Linked DNA regions of Rattus norvegicus: region 2 is linked to region 1. Evidence: chromatin contacts called from public Hi-C data. All regions are on one chromosome and are shown on one strand. The core of a region is the stretch at or near the end of the contact, and the rest is flanking DNA. Distances in the headings are between cores, read along the strand shown.

Region 1 (5,639 bases), core at 2,105-4,604:
ACATGGTCTAGATTATCTAGAAGGCAAACCTCTGGAAGACTGAGAGACTTTCTAGATTGGGTTAACTGAAGTGGTAAAATCCATCATCCTAACTGTGGGCACCACCGTTCCACTGGCTGTGATTCCAGACACAGAAGGAGGAGAAACTCCACAGAAGTAGCATAGCTTGTTGCTTCCTTCCCAGATGCTGTGACCATCTTCCTCAAGCGCCTGATGCCAGGATAGCTGGCCATGATGACTTACTCTTTAACTGTGAGCCCAGACAAACCCTTCTTCCTGACTTTGCTTCTGTCGGTTATTTGGTTGTAGCAATGAGAAGAGTAACTAACACAAGCAGTTCCCTAGAACATTTCAGAGAGCTCAGGAAAACACGGAGCATGTTATAAAGGTTTACAAAGCAGCAGATGAAAGAGAAGCAAAGGTCAGGGTAAGGGAGCAGGCCGGTTTCACCATCTGTGAGCCTACCATGCTTGGCCACCCAGGGACTCGCTCAATGAAATATTTTAAGGATTCTATTAAATCTTTATTACTCTGATGTGGTTGGTTGCATCATTGGTTTGGTAATCAACTCAACTTGTGGCCATTCTTCCTTCTCTGGGGGTTTGGAACAGGAACAAAAGTCCCAACTCAAGTCATGCTTTGGTCTTTCTAGTGACCATTCTCCATCTATAAGCTACTCAGGACCCCTTCAACCCGAGTGCTGTTTAGCAAACAAAAGGCATTCAGGTTAATATAGAGATTTCAAGGTTGGAGAAGCTTGCCAGGAAGGAAGTACAGTTACAATAATGATATACTCCCCAATATCACATAGTTATACCTGCAAAGGTGCATAAAATTACATGCACAGAGATGCTTTACTGGGGGTTGTTCAACCAATAAAGATATTATTGTTCAACGAAGGGTGTTGGTAACCACCTACCAATGGCACTGTCCGATATATCACTATATATTCATATTGTGGGGGCAAGTGTAAAACAGGGGTTACTGTATAGAGTTACAACAGAGCTCTTGATACATTAAGCACGGAGACAGCAAGGTGACAGAAAGGCATCACTCCATTTGCCTTGGTAGTTTTGTTTTCCTTGTAAAGTAGGGTCTTCATATATAGCCTAGGCTGGCCTTAAACAGAGACTCCCCTGTGTCAGCCTCTGGAATGTGGGAATAGATCTTCATTGCCACACTCTGCTTCTATTTGAACTTTTGAAGGGAGTCTAAAAATGGGCAGGCTGATGACAGATAGGTGGGTAGGTACATAGATAGATAGATAGATAGATAGATAGATAGATAGATAGATAGATAGATAGATAGATAGATATAGATGCTAGATAGATGACTAATTGAATACTAGGAAAGCAACTTGGAAAATGCGGGAATAGAGGGTTTTTCCCTGGACTTTTCACTGTGAACAGGTCCTCTATTTAATTAAAACTAATTTAAAATGTCATAAAGTAAAAATTAAAGGCATAAGATTGTTCCCTAACAAACAAAACAAAGAACAAGAAATAATAAATTTCCCTCAATAAGGTTGCCTCTGTGGAGCTAGGAATACTGCTTGAAGTCTCAAAGTAGAAACAGCCTTTCAACCTCACTACTCTGAATGTCCCCCTGAGCCTGGTCTCTCGTCAGCTTCAGTGAGAATTGGCCCTTACTCTGCCTAGTTACTGAAGTAACTGAGGGACAGACAGAAGCACCCATGGGTCTTATATAATAGCCCTTCTCAGGAGGTAGAGATGCCCAAACACTTCCCCTACATAAAAGTCAGTGGTCCTTAAAAACAGGGACCAGAGAAGTCTCAAATGGTCCTGTGATGTTGGTGGCTGTTCATAATGTTTATGAAGCCAGTAGTTGGTCATTCAAGTGAAAAGATTTCTAACCAGTTGATAGAAGGGTGTATGGGCTGGTTTTGTCTGACTTGACCCAAGCTAGCGTCTTCAGAGTGGAAGGTTCATCAGCTGAGAAATGTCTATGAGATCCAACTGTAAGGCGTTCCCTTAAGTATGGAATGAAGGGGAAGGGCCCAGCCCATGGTGGGTGGTGCCGTCCCTGAGCTGGTGGTCCTAGAGTCTATGAGAAAGCAGGCTGAGCAAGCCAGAAAAAGTAACCAGTCAGCAGCACCCTCCATGGCCTCTGCATCAGCTCCTGCCTCCAGGTTCCTGCCCCCAGGTTCCTGACTCCAAGTTCCTGCCCTGTTTGAGTTTCATCCCAACAACAGAAACCCAAACTAAGACAAATGGTATCAAAAGAGCTCTTCCTAGCTTCCTACCACATAAATTCTGCCCATACCAGAGCCCATTGAAACAGCCTCCAGATGTTTGGAGGATGCTGGAAGATAGGATGAGAGATGTCTCAGCCATATCTGGTCTACACAGCTCTCGTTCCTCGCTCTGTAGTGTTATTTTGTGTTGCCCTAACCCTGGATCACCTCTTCCCGCTTCCCCAGATTTTCCTCCTCCTGGGCTCCAAGGAGCCTGTTTGCTATGGAAAGATGAGCAGTTAAGCTCCTCCTTTACTAGCTACAGCTTGGTGTCAGCATCTGGAGATTCAAACATTGGTTTTGTCCTTTTACTGAATAGCAAATCCCAGTACTTGTCTGGGAGACCACACACAGTAGCTGAGAAGGTCCAAGATGCCCCAAGGCAGTGGTGGTGGTGGTGGTGCTGGTGGTGGGAGTTCAAGCTTGGTCAACACTTTGGCTATGGGTAGTGACCATCAAAATCTTCCTGTGCCGTAGGCTTACTATCTCTTCGCCCTTTATGGTCCACTCAGTTGTTTCGCGGTCAATCTACTAGTGTGATGCCCACCACTACCAAGGTGAGAAGGCCTGGTCCAACTCGACCCTGAGGCTTTCCGGCTCCTCTTCCTATGTCACAAAGGGTCTCTTCGCACAACCCTGTAGAAAGTGCCAAAGTGGGGTTTCCTCAGACACCTAAAGGGCAGGTTCCTTCAGGGTGTTTCCCAACAGTACTACCCAAACCTGGTCAGGCTCAATTTGCTTTCTGAGGCTCAGCGCTCACTACCTAGGGTCTAGCCTTCAGCTTGAAGCACCAGTGCCCCAATCCCTGCCTGGCCCGAGGTGGTCATGAAACAGTCAGAGGTCACCAGGCTGGGTGCGGCTGCGTCCCCACCCCCCACGCACGCACAAACGCCCGGTCGCCCGAACCCTATGCCCCGCAGCGTTCGATCTCAGGACCCGGACACCCTGGGCCACGGTGCCCTTGGCTCGGCGCGCGGCGCTGTAGCAGCGCCCGCCTCCCGCTTCCCGCCTCCTGCCTCGGTGGCCGCGTAGGGTAGGTAGCTGGGGGGACCGGAAGGATGGCGAGGAAGTCGGAGAGGGTTTCCTGAGATGAGAGATTACTTCCGTCCGCGCGCTGGCCTCTCTCTGGAGCCGGCTGGCTGGGGCTCGGGGAGCGGGGTGTGCGGGGCTCGGCCGCGCCTTGCCACCTGCAGCGCCCGGGCAAGCCGCGGGGCCTTGCGGCTACGGCTCATCCCGGCCATCCTTGCAGGTGGGAGTCGAGAGCATCTCCAAGCGCCCAAGCCATGGTGGCCAAACAGCGGATCCGGATGGCTAACGAGAAGCACAGCAAAAACATCACCCAGAGGGGAAACGTAGCCAAAACCTTGGTAAGGCGGGGGCGGCGCCGGCCGGGCCGAGCTGGCAGGACCCGCGGGGCGGAGCGGGGCGGAGCGGGCGGGCCACGGGCTCCGAGCCAGGCCTCCCAGCCCCTCCTCCGGGGTCCCGCAGGCTGGGGGACCCAGCCGGGCTCTGGGGGCGCAGACTGCTCTGCTTTCTCATGGGCGGAGAGGGCTCTGGTTGGTGGAGCCTCTCCAGAAGAGAATGAGCCATCGTCCTTGAAAAAGGCTAAAAGCTGCATCTTAAGGGGCCAATGAAACCAACTGGGCTAAAAGCCTAGTAGGTGAATGAATGAATGAATGAATGAATGAATGAATGAATGAGGGAACGAACGAATGATAGAATGCCACTTATCCCCAGTTCTAGACTCCGCCCCTGGACCCTCCCTACCCCCATGCTAAGGTTTTCTTTCCACCTTTTTTTGTCTCTTCTCCCTGTATGTACATACTGAAAGGATTTAAAGTAGGGCGTGAGTTTCCGAGCTACATTTCGCTCCACCCTCCTCTTTCTCTTCGTTACTGCCTATCGTTCACCCTATAGATTCTGGCTCATTATGATGCTGTAACTGTAGAGACCATCTTATTGCCCGGGGTTCTTTGCTTCCAGACTGTGTATTAAAGCTTTACCCCTGGAATCTTAAGTAAGCTATGTACCGTAAGTGCAGAGGTTTCCTTAAGGAAACCAGGTTGTCTGTTACAGAAAACGTCAGGCCTGTGACTTTGAACCATCCAAGGCTTGAGTGGGTTGCATCGGATTCGAAGAACTGGTTTGCAAAGGCGCCTGGAATCTATTATCCCCTAAGATTAAGGGGAAGTCCAGCCGAAGCTTGGGGTTTGTCTGGAAACGCAGACTTGATGAGGCAATGCCTTTTAGCAAAGACATTATGTTGGTTTGATTAACTGAGGGAAAAGCTGGATATGTAGTCATCACACCGGAATCCTTGTTAAACCAAGCAGAATTGTGGCAGAGAAGCCATGACGTCAAACTCCACTCAGAGCTTTATACACAGTTCCAGGCTTAAGTAACCCTTAAAATTCCTTCTTTGGGGAACTAGAGCATTTAGCTGAGATTAGAGGAGACAAAATGCCAAGGCACCATAGAATGGGAACCACATTTTTCGCAGGGTTCTGTTTCCCCCATGAGGTTTTACTGGGTGGGGGTGGGGCGCCACTGCCCAAGTTGACATTAAAGGCAATTATTTTATGCTCCTAGCAGTTCATTTCTTCCTTCTCAAGGTGGCAGACCCATCTGCTGACATAGTGGAAATAAGTAGACGTGGTTCTTCCTAATGAGTGAAGGAAACCGAGTTCAGAGGTAAAATGATCTCAGCTGACAGCTTCTGTGGGGGCCAGGGCAAGGACTCAAGCACTGAGTTATCTGCAAGGCTGTTTTCCCCATTGGCCTCCATAGACTTGAGAGAATGTTGAGGGCCTAAAACAAAGAAAAAAAATTGTTGGCTTCAAAATAAGAAAATAAAACAGGAAAAGGCTCTGTAGTGGATGTAACCAGCCATCTGCAATCCAACACAACTTTCCCAGCTACATTAAATCCCATTTAATGTATGGTATAAGTGCACTTAAAAGGTTCTGCTGTACCACGGATGGCCCTCCTCAACAATGCTGTGGCGCCTACGAGGACCTGTAACTGACCAGACTAAATTTGTAATGGAAGGCTTCAAAACCAAGCCCCCATAAACTGCTTCCAGTTGTTTTGAGGGGGCGTTTGGTTAGTCACATTGTAAGTGGATCAGCATCCAAAAGGAAAACAAATTTTTTCTCTGTAAATCCTGAATCTTCTTGTTTTAATTACAAGTCAAATGTGGTTGTACTTTGATAGAAGTTTCTAGGTTATTTCTCCGCCAGTGAAGTGAGCCAATTCAAGCCAGATTAGATTAAAGACAGGTTGACTGGGAAGCGGCTCTTGGTCAAATTCACTGGCCCCACGGAAGGAGACTACTGAAGTCACCATAGGGTGGTGGGGGAGAGAAAGGGGGCATGCAGAAGAGAAG
Region 2 (5,639 bases), core at 1,112-3,611, 160 kb before region 1:
GAAGGTGCACCCTCAGCTGCAGTTGATAGCCCAGGACTTAAGGGATCATACAAAGAAGCTGAGACTTGGCACCATGAAAGGAGCCTGTGAGAGGCTATTGGTGAAGCCCAGTCGCAGCAGAAGACCCCAGGGTATTGGAGATGTGAGTACCATGGGATGACCACCAAGAACAGCAGCAGCAGCAGTGGAGTGAATTCAACCAGAGCCTAGAGTACTACAGAGGGCAGAGCTGAAGATGGGACCCATGTCCTTTGGAGGAGCCCAGAAGATTGTGTGTGGATCCCAGACATTGGAACAAAAAGCTGTGAAGGTAAAGTTGCTCTAGATACCTCAAGATGTTAGAGACGTCAGAGCCATGGAACACCTTGCCAATGAAAGCTGCTAACGGAGTGGAAACAGCCCAAAAGAATGAAGTTTAGTGCTGCTGAGTGCCAACAGCAGTCAACAAGGGTGAAAGGAGTTGGAGATGTGAAGAGTGCTTTGACATCAGACATGGAGACAAGGAGTTTGGAGTTTGTCCAGCTGGTTCACTTTGGTCCAGTATTTTTAACTTTATATAGGATTATAGTTAAGAGACTGCATGAATCTCAGAAGAGACTTTGAACTTTGATTTTTAACATTGTCGAGGCTGTTATAGACTATGGGATTTTTGAAGTTGGATTAAATGTTATTTATAAATTGTTATTTTGCTATGGCTAGGTATGGCTCCCATAGACTCATGTGTTTGAACAAGCCTATGGGGGCCAGGGAGTGGAATGTGGTGGTTTGAATATGCCTAACTCAGGGAGTGGCACTATTAGGAGGTGTGGTCTTGTTAGAGTAGGTGTAGCCTTGTTGGAGTAAGTGTGTCACAGTGGGGGTGAACATTGAGACTCCCCTCCTAGCCTGGTGGGAGCCAGTCTTCTCCTGTTTACCTTGGGAGCAAGATGTAAAACTCTTAGCTCCTCCTACACCATGCCTGCCTGGAGGCTGCCATACTCTTGCCTTGATAATCGACTAAACCTCTGAACCTATAACCCACCCCCAATTAAATGTTGTCCTCATAAAAACTGTCTTGGTCACGGTGTCTGTTCACAACAGTAAAATCCTAAGACACCCACTTAGATACTCACTAATGGCAGGGAAAACTAAGCTGGCCTACACTGAGGGATTGAGGGAAGTCTTCTTAGATAAGATATTTAAACTAGGCAAAGCAAAGAGGGTGGCAGAAGAGAAATGTTTCTGAAAATAGTGTATGTAACATTCTCAGTACAGAGTTAAAGGTGTGGATTCTAGAAACTCACAGAAGTCATAGGAGACATTGTGAGCAAAATCAAAACCAAATCAAAGATTGCTCAATTTAGAGAGGTTTTGATTTTGCTCACAATGTCTCCTTCCCCTCCTGTGTGTCTTCCCCAGCTCATTAAATCCAGTTCTGCCCTAACGGGAACCCTGGCGTGATGGGCACCTCCAAATTTGGAGGCTGCTTGCAAGTGGCTGGATCACAGCTGACGTGAGTGGGTAGTTACCCTACCTAAGAGCACAGCCAAATATTCTTTCATGAATGCCAAAGTCACTGTCTCAAGGAACATTTCTCCCGCAACCAGGCCTGGTCACTCTACTCTGTTTTCTAAAACCCTATACTTTCACTAAGCTTCTGAATATTATCCTTCGGAATGGTATGTACCAGAGCTCTGGACAGCATGGCTCTGACTGGGCGAAGAGCGTTGGTGTTGTTACTGCTATGCCTCATGCCATGGTGTATGGCACTTCCAATATGATCAGAAAATATTCAGTGAGAGAATGAATGGCCAACTGATCATATACCAAACATTAAAGAGTTGGCCAGGTCGTGACCATACAATATAAAATCCTGAAAGACTAATAACTCTAATCAGGAGATGTTAGGACTGATGTGGGTGTGCAAATCTTAGGACTGGGATGTGTGTGCAAAGGTGTGGTGCTGGATCTTGTGCTCATGAACTTCATCTCACCGTCACCTGAAGTGTGGGAAACCCCTCCAGGTCATGAAGGCACACTGCAGCAACTCTTTCTTACCTTACCCAAGTAGACAAAAACAAAACGGAAACAAAAGAAAAAACCACCACCAACAAATCCCTCACACTTCACTAGCAGGTTCACACTTCACTAGCGGGTTCACACTTCTCTGAAAGCTACACAGTGCACACTGTTTGTGCTCTTAAGCCCTGAGTGCCGAGAGGACTGGTCTCTACCACCAGGTTTACATTCTTTGGTGTTCTTCTGGAACAACCCCCAAGCTCTTCCTTCAGTTAATTTTTAGACACCACATCAGTCGGAGCTGTGGTGCAGCACTGGAGGTCTCCTGCCAAACACTGAATTCATGAGTCAGCACCTTTAACCTTTTAGTAGTTAAGTAACCCCTGCATAGTGTGGCATTAGAGCCAGGTCAGAAGCTGGGGCTTCATGGGAATGTCTGGCGGTGCCTTTGCAAGCTTGTTAATGATCTTCCATTTTCAGCTCAGTTACTCCCACCTTCTCCTAACAGATAAGAGAGATGTGGAAGGTTCCATGGCCCTGTCTGAATCCAACTCCCACACCCGAGGCAGGCACTGAGCCAGAATTCTGTGACCGGGTATCACTGCAAATCCATGAAAGGAAATTTCAAAAGAGCTGTGTTTTAAAATCCCATATCAGAGCCAAGGTCAACAGTCTGGGACCCAACTGGTGGCACTCCAACTTGGGTTAGGCAAAGCAAACAGCTGGGTAAGCTGGCTGAAGCTAGGGCATCCATGGAGAAGGGAGTTCAAAGACTATGTTAGAGTTGAGTCTCCTTGGTTCTTGTTGCCTGCTGCCAATGAGGCTGCTGCTGAGAGGCCCTAGATGCTTTGAAAGGGAAATACTGTAATGGGCGCTGGGGTAGGGAGCTCCTGCAGAAGGATTCAGTTCAAATTGGGCAAGAAAAACAAAAGCTTTCACCTTTACATCAAAGACAGCGAGTGTGCTCTTACCTAAGCAAACGGAAGGTGTTGGCATATGTCACAGAGGCCCAAGCAGGGGACAGATGCCTTTGAGTAGCCACTGCCAGCCCCAGCATGGAGAAGAGAAATCACCAGCAACAGTCACCCTGTGAGCTCTATTTCCTGAATCCTTCTTCCATTCAGGACAGGCAGGCAGCCTCTCCCATTGCAAAAAGACCACTGACCCCACCAGGCATGACCTAGAAAAACCATTCACGTGTCTACTTTTATCCCTGTAACGTATGCTGCGGCTTTCGTATGTCTCGTATGTCTAAGGCCACCATCAAGCAATGAATTCTTGGTGCCAGCTCATCATTAAGGGATGAAGTGAAAGAGGGGAATGTGGTCTTCCAGGGAGGGTCTTGGTGACAAAAAGGGCACTTCCTGGAGGGGGAAGGGCTGGGTAAAAGAAACAAGCACGGTCCTGGATATCTGCACGTTCCCATTTTGCTGGACCTGAGGCAAAAGTGTTTGAAGCTTGGACTGAGAATATGTGTGCTATTTTTCCCCATCATTTGTAGTCGGTCCACTTAGAGTGAGGGCACAGCTCAGTCCTTGCAGCTCGCTGATCACCCCTGATCCATTCAGTTTAACCTCAAAGAAAAACATGGACTTAAAAGTAGCAAAACTCAGGCTTCTGAGACCCTTAAGCAGATTGGGTTCTGGGTCCTCTGGGAAGGTTCTGCACTGGCAAGTCGCTAAATGTTACCACTGCCCAAACCTCAGTGAGAAACTCCATGATCAATTACCTCCAGCATGCCAGGGGCTAGCACTGGCACCATTTCCCCAGTCCTTTTCCAAACTCATCTTCTCTCATGCTCAGTCCAGTCATGACCTCTGGAGCTCAGATGGTTCGCAGGAACTCAAAGATTTATCATGTGAGTGAGTCAGCCTCCTTCAGACTTTGAGGTTTCCTCCGTGTCTTTAAGGTTAAATCTATTCTCTTGGGCTTAGCACCCAGAGCCCTGGATGAGCGTCCCCGGTTGCCCCTCCTTGTGCACCTCCCTCCCCCAGTGCAGGCTTGCGTCTCTGTGCTTCTTTCTGTGGCTCTCACAGCTCTGATTCGCCCTGAGTGACCACAGCTTTTCTCCTGAGTCCTTCCTTCCCTTCCCTCTCACACAAGCTTTCCTGGGCCCACAGTGAGACAACCTGGCCCCTCTGAAACTCTTTCTCTCCGGTCCTCAGTGCTGTTTTCTGTCTTGACGTGTGTTCATTCTCAGTGGAGGATAGCTCGCTCCCCCAAGTGAGCCAAAAATGGTTCTTGGCAAACAGGGGTTCTGTTCTTTTTATTACAAAATACAGATGTGCAATCGGTATATAAACAAAGCATATCTGTATTATTAAAATTTCATGAATGACAGGCAGGGGAGAAGGGTCAACAGTCAAGACCACTTGCAGCTCTTTCCTTCCAATGACCAGAGCCTAGTTCCCACCACACACACTGGGGTAGCTCATGATCGCCTGTAACTCCAGCTCCAAGGGGACCATAGTTTCCAGCCTCCACACATTCACATGAGCACACCCATGGCACAGACAGGCACATACACATAATTTAAAATGAAACCCTTTTAAAATGTACATGATCTGGAGAAGGAGATGATGAGAAATGTCCAGTGACTGCACATGTAACTCAGTAAAAATGCTTGCCTACCATGCACGAAGCCCTGGATTTGATTCCCCGCACTGGATAAACCAGGTATCATAATTCATGCCTGGAATGCCAGCATTCCAGAGGTAGAGGTAGGAAGAGTTCCAACTTCAAGGTCAGCCTTGGGCACTCGGTGAATTTGAGGCCAGCCTAGATTACGGTCCTGTCTCAAAAACGAACAAGCACCTAAATAAAGAAAATTGTCCGAAAAGGCTCCATGGAAGTCTAGTGAGAAAAAGACTGAAGAATACAGCAGACACGTGAGCATCTTCCTCACAACCGACTGTGAGGCTTTTGTTCATCCCGAGTCAATAGAGCGACCCATGCCTAAAGTACTTTCTAGAGACATTTTCATGCTGAAAGCTGGATGAACACAGGCATGAATGAATCTTCTTAATAATTCTGGGATAAGCAGGCAGGTGTGGAATGCCCGCCTGCCTCCAATACCATCCAAGCCCCAGGAATAATTAGCTCTTAAACACTCTATTTCAGACCCTCAGATTCCAAGTTCCGTACTGCCTCACCTTCTTAGGAAGAATTTACACAAAAACAAGAGGGTATGCTTTCCGGCTCATATTTAGTGTTCTAGGATGTTCTTGCTGGACTGTCCTAAGCCAATTTGATTATCTAAGAACAAATCAAATCCCAGGCAAGTCAAAGCCAGGGATCTCACAGGCCAAAGAAAGGCTGCCTCAGCAGCACCTGGATCTCGTGGGAATGGTGGTATTAGGGTTTTGATTTTGATGGGAATGGGGGCATTAAGACACATTTGTGGAAACTGTGGCATTATGATGGGTTTGGGTTAATAGGGTGGTCTTCTCCACTCACAGAAGGGATAATCAAAGACCTATCCAGCTACTCGTATTTTCCTGAGTCTTGTAATTAATCCAATATGATTAATTAATTAATTAATTAATTAGCTTCAAGCCCCTCTTGTGTACTCAATTAGCATCCCAGGCTGCTTTGCCATGTGGTAATTAGAAGGTGGTAACTGTGGAATAGACCGAGAACAT

What was found. A called contact is a pair of places that touch in the nucleus more often than the background predicts.
Region 2: a Hi-C map of liver shows a contact between it and region 1, with 2.0 times the contacts expected there. The contact joins the enhancer-like site here to the promoter of Serp2 in region 1. A contact is called at or near these places in 4 of 12 Hi-C or Micro-C datasets (hepatocytes, kidney and liver).

What each region holds. Positions count from the first base shown.
Region 1 is chr15:58,310,939-58,316,577 of GRCr8, reverse strand. It overlaps Serp2 (stress-associated endoplasmic reticulum protein family member 2), which reads left to right and starts at 3,354. Exons shown (of 3, transcript NM_001394792.1): 1 at 3,354-3,621. The coding sequence starts at 3,538. LOC120097114 (a long non-coding RNA gene) reads right to left here and starts at 3,128. Exons shown (of 2, transcript XR_005494361.2): 1 at 3,018-3,128; 2 at 2,549-2,890.
Region 2 is chr15:58,473,208-58,478,846 of GRCr8, reverse strand. All of the region lies in intron 1 of LOC102546462 (a long non-coding RNA gene), which reads right to left. Among named protein-coding and RNA genes, the nearest start is that of Serp2, 160 kb to the right of the region's middle. Within about 2 kb of position 2,361, at least 7 of the 93 cell types and tissues checked have an H3K27ac peak or open chromatin away from gene starts, as enhancers often do. A contact at or near this core is called in hepatocytes, kidney and liver, where this site is marked.